2 separate regions of the Gossypium arboreum genome follow, and region 2 is linked to region 1. A link is a contact called in public Hi-C data. All regions are on one chromosome and are shown on one strand. Each heading gives the region's core, a stretch centred on a gene start, on an enhancer-like site or on the middle of the called end of the contact. The rest is flanking DNA. Distances are from core to core; before and after follow the strand shown.

Region 1 (4,023 bases), core at 769-3,268:
GACTTGAATCTTTTGCGTCTTTCTGTACACTTGGAAAATCAAACTCCTATTCGTCCAAATATGTGTCAGAAATGGATGCTCTTAAGGAAAATAAAGAATCGGAACAATGTAGATCTTCACACCACCACCAACATATCACAACAAGCTATCTGATAAATTGAATTTCAACTCAAATATAACTTTTTAAAACAATGTAGTAAAATAGTAAACTGTTGTTGAATCCGTTCAACAAATTCTACAATGTTAGATCTTGCACATTTGCATTAAATGAACCATAACATCTGTCTTTTATTTCTAAGCAAGTCATCCCAACCCATGTATAAAAAACATATATACACAAATGAGAACAACTAGAACAAACTATTGATTCAAAGACTAAATAATTATAAATCATTATTCCAATAACTGTTCATTTCTATCAAATAAGCAAAGAAGAAAGAAAACCCAAAACCAAACTAAGAAAAACCAGTTACTCCCCTACACTATCAGCTGATCCATCAATGAAAAGATAAGAAACCTTTCACAGAAATAACTAATAAGCACCCATACTCAGAAATCACCCTCCAATTGACCGAAGCTCCTCCAGAGCCACCTTAATCTGATCTTGCACCAACTCCAACCGCTTAGAATAAACTTCCAACTCCAATATTTGCTGCTTCCTCCACCTCTCATCCATGAACTCCACATTACCACCACCACCGCTGCCAAAATTCGAAGTTCCGCCAAAACTCAATGGCATGGCATTCATAGCCATTCCACTAATCCCTCTTCCCCCTCCTCCCCCTCCTCCAATTAAACTACCTAACAACTCCTTAAACACGGGTGTTAAACAACTCTTCACCGTCTCCTCTACTACTGCTGTCAGGTTTCCTCTTTCTCCTCCAGCACCACTGCCGCCGCCACCACCACCCAGTCCTTCCACATTACCCTGGTCATGATCACTCCTATTATTAAAATTATTGTTAGAAATCACAAACCCATCATTTAAAACTCTTTTCTCTTCCAGTTTCCCCCCTTTACTCTTTGACCTTCTCTTATTGGCTGCGGATTTTGGAGTAAGATTCTTTTTCTCCCCACATTCATCGAGAAAATTGATGTTAGTAGTAGTAGGAGTAGGAGTAGGAGTAGGAGTAATATTATTTTCATCATAATCTAAAACATTATCTTCTACTTTGCCAACACTACTACTCCAGATCTTTCTAGAAATTTCAAAAGTAGCTTGATCATGAGGGCTTTTGAAGGAAAATTCTTTACCTGAATTGATCTTATTCATCACGTTCCTATATTTCTTCTTCAATCTCCGAAGCTTCTCGACTAACTGATTCTTGTTGAAATCGAGCTGGAGTTTCGATTTGATTAGATCGTAAAACAACGCCGTATCGTGATGGTGATGGTGAGAAGAATTAGAGTTGGTTTTCGAAGTCGTGTAATCGAGAAATCCTTTGAGAAGCTCGATCTCGTCTTCATCAGTCCATAAACGTTGAAATAACCGCCGCGATTCGTCGAATTGTTGCGGCGGAGGAGGTTTTTTCTCGGAGACGGCGGAATCAATCCGTTGGCGTTTAGAGTCGGGAGTCGAACCCCTGAGAGGAACAGAAGCGACGGTCACGACGGTGGATGAAGGAACGGCAAGAGGAACGGCGGGGATTGAGGCGGAGGGTACGACTGCGGCAATCGGTTGAGGTAGTAAAGAGGGGGAATTAAAATCTTCTTCCTCTTCTTCTTCTAACAACTCCTCGTCCTCTTCGTCGTTACCGTTGAGCACGTCGTCGTTACCGGAGGAAGAGGGTTCCTCGTCGTCGTCCTGAGATTCCTCAAAAACGGCACCGTACTGCTCGGAAGCCATGAGAGAGAGTAAAAAACGAAAGAGGTTCACGAGGATTTTGTTGATTAAAAAAGCGTGTTGGACTTGGTGAAAGGAAAGAGGTTAGTTTGGTTAGAGTTAGGCCCGTGTGGGGTTCATACCCCATGTCAACGCGCTTCTTTGGCGCGTGTACGTGTTCAGTAAAAATAGATTTAGAATGGGCTAAATCAAACCCATTTCATTTTATTTATAGTTGGGATAATTAGTTTTCGGTATCACGTGCGCATGAGTATACGTTTTAAAATATTTTTATTTTGTAATCCCTTTTAAAAATTAATTAATATACATAATATTAAAATTTCTATGAGTGATAGTAAGTTTGGTGGTCTAAAAAATTCTTTGATAATGAGGATTCAACAAATTTGAACTTTGGAAAAGAATTGGTCATTGATTTATGTTCCCAGAGAGGCCAATCAGCTAACTGATGCTTTGGCATAAATGGCTCTATCAAATGATGAATATTTGAACATTTTCGAGGTTCCCTCTCTAGAGATTGAAGAGATCTTGAAGGATGATATTTCCTTTGATAATTTGCTTATGATCTACTTTATGTAATTCCTTTGTTTATTTTATCAAAACAATGCAAGACTTTTCAAATTAATTTTTAATTTAATAATGCAATATATTTATTTTACAAATTCATAAAATAATAGGTGCGCTCAAGCTCGATTTTAAAAAACCTTCTCGGATTTGTCAATTTATTCATTTCATTTTAAAAATAAAATTATAGTTTAATAATTAATTTATAAATTTTAAATTTTATAATTAAAATTTAAATATACTTCAAAAATTATTTAATTTAAATTCAGATAGTATTGAATCAACTCAAAATTTTAAAAATTTGTCCAAACCCAAATTAGACTTATTGAGTCAAGCAGACTCCCTAATAAACTTTATTATGCAAAGAAAATTAGCTTCACTTTTAGTCAATTTTGTTATAGTTGCTCCATGTATCCCTCCATGTGTCATCAATAGGTCAACTATATGCTAATATATCTATTCTAGGCGAAGCTCTAACTAGGCAAACCAAGCCAACTTGGACCACAATCAGCTGACAAACCATCATTAGATAACCCTCATTAGGCACACATGGGGTATCAGATTCATTGATCACTTAAGTATTCTAAAAAAACTATCTTAGGACATTATATCATCAACACTATAAGGGAATAAGGTATAACTCTACTATCAGTAAAACTCAAGACGCGTGGACTTCCATGTCTCCCATATATAAGTTTATCTCAACAGCTGAAGAAAAAATCAAGGCACAAAAATCTCTTCATCTCCTTCCTTTTTTTCTCTCCATCTAAACCTACAGCATCAAGCAGTCTTCCAGATTCTTTATTCAATGGCTTTCTACCTTAACTGAGGACAGGGATGGATCTAGGTTTGGTGTCCACATTTTATAACATTCGCCCCATTGGCCAAATAATAATAATAATCAAATGTTAATGTATGATGGGCCTTGAAAGACTAAATTTAGAGGCTCAATATGAACTTTAAAGTCAAATTTCAAAATTAATTGATTTGGCTCATACCCATACATATTAGGTTAGTGACTTTCTTGTATTTTGATTTGTATGTGTAACATCCTAATTTATGGTCTAGTCAGAACAGTGGTTTTGAGTCCACAAATCTGACGTAATAAAATTTATTTTTTATTATATTTTTATGGTCTACGATTTCACAAAATGATTTCATGAAAATTTCGTTTGAAAATTTTGACGTTTGGGCACTCAATTTAGCCAAAAGGACTAAATCGTAAAAACTAAAAAATTTGAGTTCTACATGCTAGAGGTGTCCAATTGTTATGAAATTTTAAATTGAAGGTCCTTATATGGTAATTAGACCATTGGTTAAGTTGGTGGACAAAAATGGACATGGTTAGGCATGTTTCCAAAGATTTTCATTAAGGGCATTTTGGTTATTTAGTTATTAAAATTAATTAAAAACAAAATTAAAAGCCAAGCTCGATTGTAAGTTCGTTCTAGCCCCGTTTTAATGGTTTTTACATTTTTGCAATCCCCGTAACAAGATCTATCTATTTCTACCATTTATTTGAGCTAGAGTTGATGTTTAAAAATTTACACATGTGCTACATATGTGTATTTTGATGTTTAAGGGAGGAATATAAATGTTTTTTTTGTGTTAAATGACTT
Region 2 (4,023 bases), core at 954-3,453, 870 kb before region 1:
CTCTTGGTGGTTTCTTTTTCTTGTGACATTCCTCCCTTTCTCCTAGATTACCCAGATTTCTCCGTGTGACAGATTTTGAGATTGACATGCATGGTAAACGCTTTGCATGGCAGGTATATTATTATACCAGGTTACTCTTATCTATTTGAATGAAGATTATGGGAACTGACCTCTGTTTTTTGGACACAGGGTGTTGTGAAGTTGCCTTTCATCGATGAGTGGAAGTTGCTTTCTGCAACAAGAAAGCTTGAAGCTACTTTAACGGTCTGTATTGTCAGTTCAGGCTAGTGTGCTTAATTTCTGAATGATAATGTTAAATTGCTATTGTTTTAAAATGCTTTTAGTTTGTCCCTTATGCTAACCCTTAATATTTGCAGGCAGAAGAGCAGTTTCGGAACAGTGTGATGCTTGATCTGCTATATGTTCATCCTCTTCATCCTTTGGCTTCACAAGTTCTTTCATATTACTATCAGTTCTCCCCTCACAAAAAAAATTTATGGCCAATTGACACAAATGCTAGGTTTGTTAATCTCACTGTCCTTCACTAATTGAGCATTCACATATCAAGTAACTTGACTGAAATCTGTTAGGTTTACCATCCTCATTCATTATTTGCCTTCACAGTGGTGGAATGAACGGATTTCTTTGGTTATGTGAAAGGAATGGTTGGCAAGTTGTAGTCTCTTCCCCTGTTAAGGAGTTGCCACGCATAGAATCTAACCAAATTTTGTAAGTCTTCCATAGTTCTATTGCCATTTTTTCTTGAGAACCCTATTGATCCTAGTAATTCATTTGATGCATTTTTCCTTGCAGAAATGTTACATACATGAATCCTTCATATCATAAACACATTCCAGAACTTCCACAGGGTGTTGTAACACCCAAAAAGGTATATAATTTCTGATATATGGGTTGACTTCAGTTTATTATGATTAGGGAACTCAAGGATGCACGAGATTCCTCTTATGCTCCATTTGGGAATTTGAATTTGAAAATTTGGATTTCATTTATTATGAAGTGGTAAGAATGAAATGCATATATCAAGAACAAATTAGTTAAAAGTTTAAAAACATGGATTTGCCAAATACAAAAGTAGTTAAAAGAATACTATTTCATTAATAAATAGGCCTCTAGCAAATCCATGGATTTGAGAAATTGTCATGAATTTTACATTTCTAAATAGTTTACTATTCAATTTACACTATTTAAAATACAAAATCAAATCTCAAAATCCTAGTTCTCAAATGCTACCTTAAATTATTTTTAGTAGTGTTTTCTTTTGTTTTGATAAACATTATGGAAGTCTTACTGGTTCTATTAACAGAGTTCACATTTTAACACATATATATTGCTCTTGCAGATTCTAACTCCTCTAGACATTAAACCTTTTCCTGTATTATGGCATGAAGATAATGGTGGGCGCCGTCAGCAAGGCAGAGATCGGTGAGAATGCATTATTTTAAAATTTACCATTAATTCTAGTGTCTTTGCTGTTCCGAATGGTTTCATGATTTATTCAAATCCAAAATTGCAGATGATTATTGAAATGATCATTATTCTATTTGTTTGACAGTTCACGACTACCTGGAGCAATTGTTGGTCCTCAGCTAGGAGAGGCAGCTCATCGTCTTGTCAAGAACACACTTAATATCAAACCAAATGGCTCATCCTCAGGGTTATTTGAACAACCACCGTCTTTTAATGTCTCAAGCAACTACACAATCATTAAACAAAGGCCTGCTAGACCATCAGGTTTTGAAAGGGGCTTTTTTGATGACCCAAGTCTTTCTTATAGTAGTCGACCACGTGCAGCTGGACCATCAGGTGGAAGGGGATATAGTGATGGCCCTAATTATTATGGTCAATATAATCATCTGCATGGTGTAATGGCTAACCCAAGACATCTGTCATCAAATAGTATGCAAGTTAACAGAAACAACTTCCCGGCACAGGATAGATTGAATCACCAGGAACGTTATCATGATTTGAGAACTGGAATGTCTGCTTTGTCATTTGAGGGAAGTGGCAGAGATGCAATACACGTAGAGATGTCTTCAAGGATGCCAAATCCTGGATACTTGCGAAATTTAGACCACCGGTCTGAGCAGAATACCATCAGTCCTCCCATTCCTACCAAGTGGATCAATATGCCAGAGAACATAAATGCTGGAACTTATAACTAGAAAACGGATCAATACGAGAGGCAGATGAAGAAGGTTGAGCAGACTAAGACTCATGGAGGAGTCCTGTAAACTAGTGATTGCGGTTTAAGATGGAGCTACCCGTTTTTTGACACAGGCATGTCCTATTGGAAGTCTTGGTAAATTTAAGTTCTTGACTTGGATAGTCACAACGTTGCCACTGATCTCTCAGGTTAGGGAACTAACCACTAAAAACTGTTTGAATATTCCAATGTCACACCATCTGTTAATTTCTATATACAAATCTTTGAATGAACGTGCCATGTCAGTTTCATATGATATGGCTGAAGCTGTAGTGTTGATTTACAAGAAGATTGCGGGAACATTGCAAATTTCAAACGGTCTGAGTAATTTCTTTTAAAAAACATAAGCAGAGTCTGTAGTGGATGTATCATGGTCTACCCTTTTAGGTTTCTCGAAACACAGTTTAGTTGTGTTGTTGGGTTTTTATTGGTTCAGGTTGTAGAGATGGATGCCATTTGAAGTGAGAGATGCTTAAGCTATTTCTTTTAAATGTACAAGTTTTATGATGTATTAGATTGTTGGCTTAGGTTGATAGTGTTTCTTAATTTACAGGAATCAGCAAAGCTGCCTATTGTGTTTTCAGTGACTCAGCTGAGAAAATAAAGTTGGAATGTTCTTCAATTTTAAGGTTACCAGTTTGCCTGTTGGGAAATAATTAATATGCATGTATGTACCTAATATACATATAGATGTGCTCCCCCTTTTTTAATAACTATTAGATTAGATTAGATTAGATTTGAGAATCCTTTAGTTAACTTCATTTGGAAAGGTGTATAATGTAAGATGTAAATTACATCTTTTACATCTTATGATTGATCTCGGAGTTAGATTGTATTTTTTATTAAAAAATGACAAATTAGTCTTTATCAACAAGTAAATTGATGTTTTAACTAAAAATTTTCTTTATTCTTATCATTAAAAATTGGCATGATTGATCGAGGAATCAGACTGTTATATATATTTTGTGTAATATGTACTTTATGTTGATAACATGATTAGTAATAATAGAAATGTAATTATTGGTTTGTTCTTTAATTTAAATATAGAAATTAATACGTTCATTTTCAAGTAGAAAGGGTTAAATGGATTCCGATTCCTGGTGCAAACGTGTTTATGATGTTTTTAACGCCGACAAATTTTGAAAGTACATGCTATGTATGTACACATTGCATTGTATATGTATCTTGGATGTATGGTGATAATGCATATGTATCTTGGATGTATGGTGATAATGCAATGTATCTTGGATGTATGGTGATTTAGATTCAGGTGTACCTTATCAAGAACTCTTGATTAATTTAATATAAGATAATATATAAGTATACATATTAATGGTAAAATAACTAATACACATTAGAAATTTTGTTATAGTGTACGTATGTGAACTATAAATTTAGAATATAATGTGTGTTTAAACATTTAATAAATAATAAAATGTATGGTTTAAAATTAATTAATAATAATATATTTATATGTATAAATTAAAATTAAAAATTAAATTAAATCGTTTATCATTGTGGTGTTATTAATTTTAAGTTAATGTCTAGTTAACTTGTGACATCAACTTATATAAATATATTATAAATAAAATGTGCATGATGAATTAAAATTTATAAAAATATTAAAACAAATTTAGTTGAGTGGTAAAATAAGGGTTTTATTGATGCAATTGTTTTGAATTTAAATTATACCATATACATATTTTATTTAATTTTTCTTTTAAATAAAAAAATTACAGTTCCATTGAATAATTTAACTTAACTTGATTATGAAAAGATAAATGAATCACTTTTTAACC

Evidence for each region. A called contact is a pair of places that touch in the nucleus more often than the background predicts.
Region 2: a contact with region 1 is called in a Hi-C map of leaf, with 2.8 times the contacts expected there. The contact joins the enhancer-like site here to the promoter of LOC108470126 in region 1. A contact is called at or near these places in 2 of 5 Hi-C or Micro-C datasets (both in leaf).

The regions. Positions count from the first base shown.
Region 1 is chr13:85,877,538-85,881,560 of ASM2569848v2, reverse strand. LOC108470126 (probable transcription factor At3g04930) reads right to left here and starts at 2,018. Exons shown (of 1, transcript XM_017771354.2): 1 at 181-2,018. The coding sequence starts at 1,846. The coding sequence ends at 557.
Region 2 is chr13:86,745,536-86,749,558 of ASM2569848v2, reverse strand. It overlaps LOC108463922 (5'-3' exoribonuclease 4-like), which reads left to right. Exons shown (of 23, transcript XR_008277571.1): 16 at 73-113; 17 at 190-264; 18 at 378-520; 19 at 625-729; 20 at 814-889; 21 at 1,361-1,443; 22 at 1,574-2,298; 23 at 2,778-3,122. Among protein-coding and RNA genes, the nearest start is that of LOC128287616, 7.1 kb to the right of the region's middle. Within about 2 kb of position 2,203, at least 1 of the 2 cell types and tissues checked has an H3K27ac peak or open chromatin away from gene starts, as enhancers often do. A contact at or near this core is called in leaf, where this site is marked.